Linked DNA regions of Mus musculus: region 2 is linked to region 1. Evidence: chromatin contacts called from public Micro-C data. All regions are on one chromosome and are shown on one strand. The core of a region is the stretch at or near the end of the contact, and the rest is flanking DNA. Distances in the headings are between cores, read along the strand shown.

Region 1 (5,073 bases), core at 1,842-4,341:
TGGTAAAGCAAGAGATGATAGCTCCTGAGCACTCTTCAAAAATGGATAAAATGTTCCAATACAAAGAGCAGCTAGTTACCTAGTGAAGTGAACGATGCATAGTAACACGGCGTAGCTTCACTCACCCTTGTGAAAAGCCGGCACAAAATAATCCACACGGGGGAAAAAAATCTTAAAAGTCACCTGGATAGTAAATACCATAAGTGCTTAAGATCTTATCTATCAATCTATCAGTATTAGGACATATTGGTATTTAATGTTAGTTAAATGCTCAAGTGTCAATTAATTTTGTCTATTCACTTAAATATTGTTTGTTCTTTCAGCTAGCAAGAAAGTTTTACCTAAACAGCTGCTATTGCCTTTTCCCTAGGAGAACTATAATTTGAATAAAGTTAAAAAAAAAAAAGGTGTATCAAGCATTAAAAAGCATCAAGGATATTGATCAGAATTATATCTCCATGTGATAATCCTGAGGCGGGGAGCCACGGCTCAGCTCGTTGGTTTGAAATACTTAGGTGTTGTTGCTGTTCATATACCTCAATCAGGAAATATTAATTTAATGTTGCTTATTTTTAAAGAAAATTGTAAAATTAGTATTATTTGATGCTCAAAATCCACTACTTGGAAAGAAAACAGGGGAAGAAATTAATTTGATTCAATATTTAATTTTGAGAAAAAAAAGTATATACAACCCTATAAAAACCCATATTCTTTAGATCCCTCTGTAAGCATAGAGGGAAGTCTGGAAGGGCAAACCGCACTTTGCCGACACCAGAGCAAGCCAAGGATGTCACAGGTGATCTTGGTTGCCTTAGTAAGGTACCTTCTGGAACTTGGACCATGAGAGAGAATTACTATTATTACACAAGTACCAACAAAGCCATATCTATTTTTTAGGCCGTCAATCAATCAAAAAATAAAAATACTGGCTAACATTTTGAAATGAAAAAGTCAAATAAATTTAAGCTCTGAAAGATGGGTGATTTTTAAAACTTGAATTTTCCTTACTTTTTAGATCCATGTTTTCTGTAAGTGTCAGTTTTTTAAAAGTGAACTCTTAAAAAGCTCTCAGTGAACAGCTTGGTGAATTAACTTTGAGGGTGAAAGAAATTGCTCGTAAGCATATGAGAGTCCCGCAGTCACCGGAACAGGGACTGTTAAATAAACATTGTTTTAAAATCCTGGAATCAGTCTGTCTTGCAGAAAAGGATAAACACTTTTAAATTAAAAGTAATGATTATGTTCGCCCAATTTCCTAGATAAATGTCCTTTGCTCTTGGAAATCTGCACTTATTTATTTCTGGAGGTCAACATTTAATTTCTAATAAGTAGATTCCCAGGAAATGAATGAGTTTTGCTTAGTGCTAAAAAGCTTAATGCTTTGTACAGCGCAGGGTCCTGTCGTTCACAATGGGTCAAAGTCTTGTTTTTCCTTTAAGGAAAAAAAATGCTGCAGAAGTATTGCTGAAATATGCTCAGTTTTAGTCTTTAAAAAACAAATATGTTTCATCTGTGATTTATAAATCTAACTCAGTTGTAGACAATTTGATTTTCCTTTTAACCTTAACTTTTTTGACAAAGATTAGCAACAGATTGTTAATTTTCTCAGCACCTAAGACTTTGAGCAGCTTAGGTGGGAATCCGAATTAAGGTTTTATTTAACATCCTTTCCCAGTCAGTATTTGAATGCCTTGTTCCTTTGCAAATTTCTCTAACAAAACAACAACAACAAACAAACAAACAAAAAAAATTTACAGGTTTATGTTTCAAGCCAAGGAAATGCTTGGAGCTGAGTCTCGGTGACCTGTTTCAAAGGTTTGAACCTACAGTTACTGCTCCCCAAAACATTCATTCACCCACAAGATTTAGAAACATAAAACGGCGCGGGGTGGGGGGGGAAGCTGAGGTCTCCGTGTAAACCTCACAAAGTCCGTAGCTGAAGGCTTCCAAAGCCCGCCAAGAACATTGGAAGCATCCACAGCTGTTTTCAATTGTTCTTGCTTTCCCTTCGTAACGTATTTAGTAGGGCAATGGGTGCTGTTTGCAGCATCTCTGGCCCCCAGCCATGGTTGACCCTGACCTGCACACCGCCGTTTGGCTCCCAGAATTTCATGATCCTGCTTCCGTGTTCGGTAAAACCTAAGGAAAAATCAGGTTCGCGCCACCAGGAAATATGCTTTAAAAAAAAAAAAAAAAAAAAAGCGCGCGGGGGGGGGGGGGCTTCGATCTTTTAAATGTCACATTTTGGTGGTCTTTTTCTCTCTCAACCAGATCCCAGAAAATGAGAAAAGATGTACATCTTTGTGTAAGAGAGAAAGCAGCTGGCCAGACATGTCCTTTGGTTCACATCTAGGCCAGGGAGTCTCAATTGTGGGATAAAACCCCCATCCCCACCCCGAGGGGCAACGACCCCCCAAGTCTGTTTCAGGGATCAGAAGATGTCCACCACTAGGCTGGGGGGGCGAGGAGGGGCGCCCTTCTTAATGGAAACTGGAGCTGAATTCCTGCCCTGCTGGACAGGGAGGGGCCGTGGGGGTGCAGAGAGAAAGAGAAGGCCAGGGGTCAAGCCTGGGGAGGGACCCACTTGGCCCAAAAGGTGGGCTGCAGGGTGTCCTGAAAGAGGGGTGCTGTGAGGGGGAGGCATTGGGCATAGAGCGGGACTAGCACCCTTTGGGCACGCCCTGGTACCCCGGAACCCGAGTGGGGGAGTGTGAGGCGGCGGCCTGTGGGCCCCTGAACCTCCATGTCGCGCGCAGGCCACTAACCTGTCAGTAAGAATGTGCCAGTGGTCGCGGGGCTCATCTTGAGTGTCCCCCGACCCTTTCCCGTCCAAGCACAAGGGTCTCCCAGCTCCCACCACCAGAATAATAGCATTCTTGGCCTGCCTAAGCCAACCGTCCTCGATCCTCCCCTCCCCTCCCTTTCTTTTTTTCCTCCCAGCTTGGCCAGTTCAGCATCGCGCACCCCCCCTTCCTGAGCCCATGCTGCCCCTAGCGGCGGGCCAAAGCAGTGCATGCCGCGCCCCCACCCCATCCCCCAAGGCGCCCGCCCACGCGCCCCCCTCCGCCCCCGCTGCTCGCGAAGCACGCTGGGATTTGGCGCCCCCCCTCCTAGGATCTCTCTATATAAGGCAAGCAGTCCGGACTCCCGATACACGCGTTTCCAACTTGAGTTGGTGTGTGTCGAAGAATCCTGACCAACTACGACCTGGGGAGAGCAGCCAACCGAGAAGGTCCACCGAGCCTCGCCTAGGTCTGCTGCGCGGGCTGCGGTCCGGAGCCTTCTCCGGACCGCGGTCACCCAGTGGACCGGGCCGTCGCGGGACCCCTCATCCTTCGTGGCATCGCAGAGGAATCCTCGTGTGGTGAGTATGGTTAGGATTTTTTTTTTTTTTTTAACTCCAAGAAAACGGTCACACGCAATCCCCGTTTTACATCGGGAGCTGCGGGAGATAAAAGTAGCGCCCCCCAAAATATCTCCTCGCAAATTTTGTCAAGCCTTCAGTGGCCAGATCCTGAGACGAGAGCGTGGAAAGCAAGTCTTCACGGCTTCGGGTCCGCGAATTCGGTTTCCACGACTCGCGTCCAGAAATGGTCGGTAGACACATGAGCTGCGGACAGCGATGAGCTGCAGACGCACATGAGCTACTGACCGAATTGTGATGAGCTCCCCAAATACGCTGCAAAGTGACTGGCTCTGCACTCTTAAGTGCCGCGCTACGAACGGATTGCACTGCAGACGGCCGCGTCTTGCGCTGTGATAAACTAACGGGCGCTTCATGCGCTACAAAATCCTAATAGGCGCTTCATGCGCTACAAAATACTCATAGGCGCTTCATGCGCTACAAAATACTCATAGGCGCTTCATGCGCTACAAAATACTCATAGGCGCTTCATGCGCTACAAAATACTCATAGGCACTTCACACGCTACGAACTGATGGGCGCTTCATGCGCTTCGCTGTACTAATGGGCGCTTCATGTGCTACGATGTACTAATGAGCGCTTAATGCGCTTCGCTGTACTAATGGGCGCGCCATGCGCTTCACTGTACTAATGGGCGCTTCATGCGCTTCAGCGTACGAACGAGCAAATGAAACGGGCGAACAGGCGAACCTGTGAACGGGGCGAACGGGGCGCTTCATGCGCCACAAACCAGCCCGAACTACGGTGATACCCAAAACCGATTCGTGTTTCACGTATTCAATTTGGAAAGCTGCAGGAGAGTAACCAAACGCAAAAGCGCAACAAGAGTGAATTTAGAAAATGCGCTACAAACTGCGGCACAGGCATAAGACCTGCAGCCTCTTAAGTGACACAGAAAGTAGCGTTGGGAAGACGAGAGAACGTATCTCTCCTTGGTGAGGGGACAACACAGTTCACCTTTCGGGTCAAAACTGGCTCCGTTTTCCTGTCGGACGGCTATCTGCATGATGGTGGTGGTGCTGGTGGTAAACAAAATGGAGCCCTGGGAGGCCAAAATTGGTTTTAACATTCTGCCCACGTAACTCCTGCTTATGGCAGTGGAGTGGAGGGGTGCTGGATTTTGGAGATGGCGGAATGGCCTGCCTTGTCTAGTGGTGATTGATTGAGGTGACGGTGACGGTGCACTGGACTTGGGGACACGAATGGGTGTCCAGCAACAGTTTGTGGAAACTGTCCGGTTTTCTGGGTGGGCACGAAGCCAAGGTGGGAGGTGGGAGATGATGGGAGGTGGGAGATGATGGGAGGTGGGAGATGATGGGACGGTGGGAGGTGGGGGATTCACTCTTGCTGCACGGAAGGGATCTGGTGGTTGGGAGCTGGTGGGAGGGGTCTGGGGAGGTAGGGGGGCGGGGGGAGGCATGCAGTCATTCTGCAGCCCTGTTGTAGCCAGTCTCAGACCTGCCCCGCCCATCTAGCCTTGCCTCATCTGCAGAGAGGCCGCGCGCCTCGCCTGTCGCGCGCTTTTCCAGAACATGCTTCCACAGGCCCAACCTCCCAAGTGCTGACGCCTTAGAGCCAGCCTACCTGGTCCCCACCCCCAAGGCCCGCCTCCTCTGAGGTGGCCTGCCTAGCCCCCGCCCCCAAGGCCC
Region 2 (5,467 bases), core at 2,771-5,270, 2.1 Mb after region 1:
GCTTGAATTTACTGCCACAGCCCCCACCAACACTGCAAACCTTCCCGGGAGATCCAGGCATTCTCAGCCCTACGCTTGTCTGCAAACATCCTCCAGAACCAAACTGGGACGAATCTCAGACCCAATGGACCCGCTCCTACACACCTATTCTGGCAAGATAGAAGCAGGGGTGTTCAGAAGTCAGTGTGTTAGTCCTACTTATCATGGCCAGTAGTCCACAACATCTCAACACCTTAACACCTTAGAAAAATAAAATGCAATTTAGGCCTCCAATCCCGCTTCCTAAAACTTCAATGGATATCATTCTTATCTTACAGTAACAGGCCCTTTAAAAAAACGGCTTAGGCCTCCAGGTTTCTAAGTTTACTTGTAATTTGAATGATAAAGGCTTCAGTGGCCTTTCTAGCCCACCTTCCCCTCCCACTGGCAAGAGTTGGCGTAGGTTCCCCAGAGAGCGAAACAAAGAGGAAGGAGCCTGGACTGCGCGGGAGGCGCCGGCCCGAGAGCCCCTGAGGTGTGCGTCTTTTTTTTTTTTTTTTCTGCAAAGCTCTGAAAAGCCCGAAATTTGGTAACCGAAGAGCTGGTAGCAGGTTGCACTACAGTAAAGTAGGGGTGCCTTCTTTAACATAAAATTAACATAAATGCTCCAGACACCAGGCGACGGGCTAGGAACGGAACTGCCCAACTTCAGTTTGTGCACAGCTCCGCGCGAAGAACACTGCACTTTTGCTGGGGGCAGAGGCCACATTGTGGCAAGCACTAGCTGCCCACCTTTGGGCCACGCTAGTCTTCCGCCGTCTGTTTCCTGGGAAGTGGGACGGTTATTCCTAGGCTTCTATCCCGAACAAGAACACCGAAACCGCTGTCCAGCCGAGTGAGGCCCCCTTGCTCACTACTTTGTTTCCCAAAGCCCAGCTTGGGTCACCCAGCAAATTTCAACAAAACCTACACAATGCACAGCTACCCTCTAGCTGCACAGTGCACCCCCAGGAACGGAGAGACACATAAACGGACAATCCCAGCCATCGCGGCTTCTTCACACTTTAAACAAACACGGGGAAATCCCTTTGCAAACAGACACTGCTGCGCGCCTTGAATCTGGCGCTTGGTGGTGAGAGGACATTTCCCGGCCCCACCACCGTCATCCAGATGCTATCAGAGTTAGTGGGCAAAGCAGTGCACCTGCGAACATTACGGCAGAGACACAGAAAAGCAAACGAGAGAAACGCCTCCATCGTGTTAACAGCAAGCTGCAGGGTATAGAGCAATAAAACTGCCATGTCTATCTGCTGGCTTTGAGGACATTACGAGCTGGGCTCGCAGCCCGGGTGCACCGCCGGGGGAGAGGGTGCTTCTCTTTCCCTGACTTCCCCTTCAGCACCCCACCACTACCTTACCCAGCCTATCTTTCATTTTCCCAGAAGATGTTGTTGTTTTAATTCACTGCCGATATGTAAACGCACGGATCGCGTTACAGGTTCGCGTGTTAAACTGCACCTCTTGTTAAAAGGGAAGGAACAAGGGAGCCACTTAAAAATGAATTCAGAGTTACTGAACCGGCACCCGGGACTCGAGAAGTTAAGCGTGGCGGGCTGGGTAATGGAAGAGAGCGCCAATGTAGCTGCGGGCGAAACTCTGGAGAAAACCGGCTGGCCACGAGCCTCCGAAGGAAAGAAAGGAAAAAAGAAAAGGCAAACTGGCCTGAGGGTACCAGGAGACCCCGGGCCGCTAGCTGGGGAAATCAATTAACATAAGCTGCAGTCAGTAACTCCTGCGCCACGGGAAATTGTGAGGCTCTGTCTACTATCACCCTTTCCCGGAGTTCTAGTGGCAAACAGCACCACAAATCTCATTCTAGGATTCCTGGGGCTGTGTAGCTTATGGGCTACAGACAACATACGGTGCAAAAACGATCCAGTAGTTTTCCCAAGAAGACAGACTAGTTCCTCCGCAACCTCCAGACACACCACCACACAAGGTTGCTACCCCACACATTTCCTCTTGTGGCCAAAAGCTCACAGTTTGTTCCCTGTACCCACTGAAAGCAGGCACCGAGCCCAGGGGGGTAGGATGGGGTCCTCAGATTTCTCCCACCCAGTCTCTATCATCTGGCCCCGCAAGCTCCTAGAGCTTACCTGCCGCCCCAGGACGCGACCCGGTGCGGACCTGCTTGTCCCTCCCCAAGCCTAGAGTTGGATCCGGTTCTCCTACCTGGTGGCTGGGCCTGAACGTGGCCGCCTGAGCTCCGCTGTCCCTGCTCCGCAGCTTGGACCAAGTGAGTCTGGAGACCCGAGGGAGAGAGGCTAGATCCGTAGCACTGAGCTGCTCCAAACTTAATGTCTTTCCCCAGTCCATCTTTGAAACAGAAGTGGTTCTACCACCTGGATGTGCGGATATAAACCCCCTTGCAAATAATAAATGGATTAATAATAACAAGGTATGAAGTTCTTTTTATAGAAAAAAAGGAGAGAATTGAAACTAAATGCGGCAGTTAGACAACCATTTTGATAAGAGGATAATTGAAGCGACACTGGTGTATAATTAGAGGATAATTTATGCTATATCCACTTTTATTCCACCTCCCAAAATAAACCCAGTCCATAATCATTACAGGCAAATTGTTCTGAATTTTATAGCAGCAATTTGAACAAAGTACTGCAGTTAATCATGGGAGATTTTTGTGTATTCCTGATTAGAACTCTAATTGCCTCCTTCCAGAAAGTAAAAATAACTGTAAAACGACTCTATTTTTATCATTAACAATGTTGACAATAAAATAAAATCAATTGGAATTGTAATCGAGAGACAAATTTAGGACGAAGGCACTTTTACTTGGGTAGTTTATATTGTAATCAAGATTTGCCAAACCACTAACCGCATGTATCATTTGCATATATTTGAAAGCATTACAGTAGCTTCTGTTTTCAATAGGAAGAAAATGCATTCCTGTCAGCCCTCCAACGACTCTCGCTTTCAGAGCAGGCTGCTGCGTTCTGGGGGTAGTTGGTATTCCTCCTCTGTTGAGGGGGGGGGGGTCAATATATAGGAACTAGGGCCGAAAACAACAGGAATCTCAACAGAGCAGGGTCTGATTTTTCTTTCTTTACTATCCCCGACCCTTGCCATGAGTTGGAGCCCAGATATAGAGGTTTTTCTTCCATCAATGGCATTAATAAAGTACTTCTGGAAAAACCCACAGTGCAAAAGTGCTCCCTTGGGAGTAGAGTTGGGGTCCTGAGGGAGGGGGAAAGTCAAGTGAAGGGGGGGGGATCTGGTTTTAAATGCTAGGGCCACTGCTTCTGAACACAGGCAACCTGAAAGGGTGCAAATGAATTGAAAGCGATCAGCCTCCAGCCAGGCTATTCCGAGTCTCCAAGCCTGGAAACAAGGGCTTGGAGCAGGGTTGGAGCTTCGACAGGATGCGTCTGCAGCCTACCGGGCGCCTCCCTCCACCGCTGCTCCCCTTTAGCTCCGGGCGGCCCCAGGTTGCACCTCTGGGCTGAGCTTGTAGTTAGTTGCTTAAGGTAGGCGAAGAACTCCACAAGCAGCGCACACGCCAGTAGAAGCGGTGCGCCTGTGACGTCAGGGGGCGACTGACCAATAGGAAGGCGCTGCCCTTTGGAGACAAACCATTCGACTCGTGGCGTCTGCATCAAGTCTGAAAGCAGACGCGCAACTTTCGCAGAATCCACCTTAAAATCTCTGCTTTAAACTGCACCAGCCCCCAAAAATCCAAGGGGGGAAAAGCAAGGGGGGGGAGAAGAGAGCAGATTCCCCCTCCCCCCTCTCCTCTCCCATCCCTCCCCCTTCCTCCTCCCTTTGGGTTAACAAGGCCCTGCTCACTATATCTCTTTATATTAAATATATATATGTATATATTAGAGAAGAGTGAGGAAGAGAACCACCTCTGCCCCCTCCTTTAAATTTTTTTTTATTTTTTATTTTTTTTATTTTTTTGCAAGGATCCCGGGAGCTAAGGTGGCTGCAAAGGGGAGAGCGGTGCGAGCCAAGTGGGGGAGGGTGAAAGAAACCCGGGAGAAGGCTTTCTCCAGCCCCCAAAGTTTTGATGATGACCATGACTACGATGGCTGACGGCTTGGAAGGCCAGGACTCGTCCAAATCCGCCTTCATGGAGTTCGGGCAGCAGCAACAGCAGCAGCAGCAACAACAGCAGCAGCAACAGCAGCAGCAGCAGCAGCAACAGCAGCCGCCGCCGCCGCCACCGCCGCCGCCGCCGCAGCCGCACTCGCAGCAGACCTCCCCGGCCATGGCAGGCGCACATTACCCTCTGCACTGCTTGCACTCGGCCGCGGCGGCGGCGGCGGCGGCCGGCTCCCACCATCACCACCACCAGCACCACCACCACGGCTCGCCCTACGCGTCGAGCGGAGGCAACTCCTACAACCACCGATCGCTCGCCGCCTACCCCTACATGAGCCACTCGCAGCACAGCCCTTACCTCCAGTCCTACCACAACAGCAGCGCGGCCGCCCAGACGCGCGGGGACGACACAGGTGAGAGGCCGCTTAGGCAGCTAGCTTCGCCCGCCTCCCCACTGCCTCCGACCCCTCCCGCCCCGCTCACTTCCTCCACGCCGGGGCCTCCGCCGGCCCCCTCCTGCGGGCGGCCCCGTGCGCCCCCAGTCGGGCCCCGTGGGCTCCCGATCGCCTGGCGCCTGCCTGCCGGCCTCTCCCTGCCCGGCCCCTTCCCGCCGCCGTGGACCCCCGGCTGGCTCACCCCGAGGCCCGCTGGCTCCTCCGCCTCCTGCTTGTGGTTCCCATTGAGCCTCCAGGCTGTGCCCTAGCCTGGCTCTACGGTCCCCACTGCGCCCTCCAGCCCACCAGGTCTGTGTGCCCTCTACCTTGTCCCTTCCCTCTCTGCTGGGACCCGCATTTATCAGAACTGGAGACAATTCTGGGCCAGGACTGAAGGGCTAGTTAAGGCTTCCCATCTCAACGCTGGGAGAGCGGTGGCCTACTTTGCCTGGGGCACTTGGTGCCCCTTGGTGACTTGGAACGAAGCTGTTGCAGCCGATAGATACTAGTGACATTGGGTTTTGTCTTTTGTTTTTGTTTTGCTTTTAAAATCTTCCCTCGTGGGCTTTGAGGTGTCCCCCCCACGTCCCCAGACCTGGCTCCCTCTCTCTGGGTTTTCAGTAGTACTTTGGCTGCTCCTTTGTTCTTGGAAGTGAAGCAGAGGGCCTGGGGTTGATAGCTCTCCGTTGTCCAGAGAGTCTCAGCCTGCTCTGGAGCTGCTCTGAGCTCCTGGTTGTGTTCTGTGTCTGGGCTTTGATACACGCGAGCAGAATCATTTCAAACATACAGAAGGGACTTAAAGCACTAAGCTTGCAGCTGGGTGACACAAAACTAACTGGTCACATAAACAACCGGGTGGTTCTGGTATAGCTTTAGGCGTTGGGAAAAGCCAGGCCAAGAAACCGCTCTCGGGCCCAGAGAAGAGAAGCCTT

What was found. Hi-C and Micro-C count contacts between places; a contact is called where the count stands out from the background.
Region 2: a Micro-C map of embryonic stem cells shows a contact between it and region 1, with 12 times the contacts expected there. The contact joins the promoter of Dlx6 here to the promoter of Peg10 in region 1. A contact is called at or near these places in 2 of 484 Hi-C or Micro-C datasets (both in embryonic stem cells) and 1 of 115 datasets of contacts at active chromatin or transcription factors (astrocytes).

Annotation. Positions count from the first base shown.
Region 1 is chr6:4,744,215-4,749,287 of GRCm38.p6, forward strand. It overlaps Peg10 (paternally expressed 10), which reads left to right and starts at 3,092. Exons shown (of 2, transcript NM_130877.2): 1 at 3,092-3,364. Sgce (sarcoglycan, epsilon) reads right to left here and starts at 2,990. Exons shown (of 11, transcript NM_011360.3): 1 at 2,766-2,990. The coding sequence starts at 2,874.
Region 2 is chr6:6,859,314-6,864,780 of GRCm38.p6, forward strand. It overlaps Dlx6 (distal-less homeobox 6), which reads left to right and starts at 4,021. Exons shown (of 4, transcript NM_010057.2): 1 at 4,021-4,514. The coding sequence starts at 4,067. The region is part of intron 1 of Dlx6os1 (distal-less homeobox 6, opposite strand 1); the gene reads right to left. Dlx6os2 (distal-less homeobox 6, opposite strand 2) reads right to left here. Exons shown (of 1, transcript NR_002839.2): 1 at 4,484-5,467.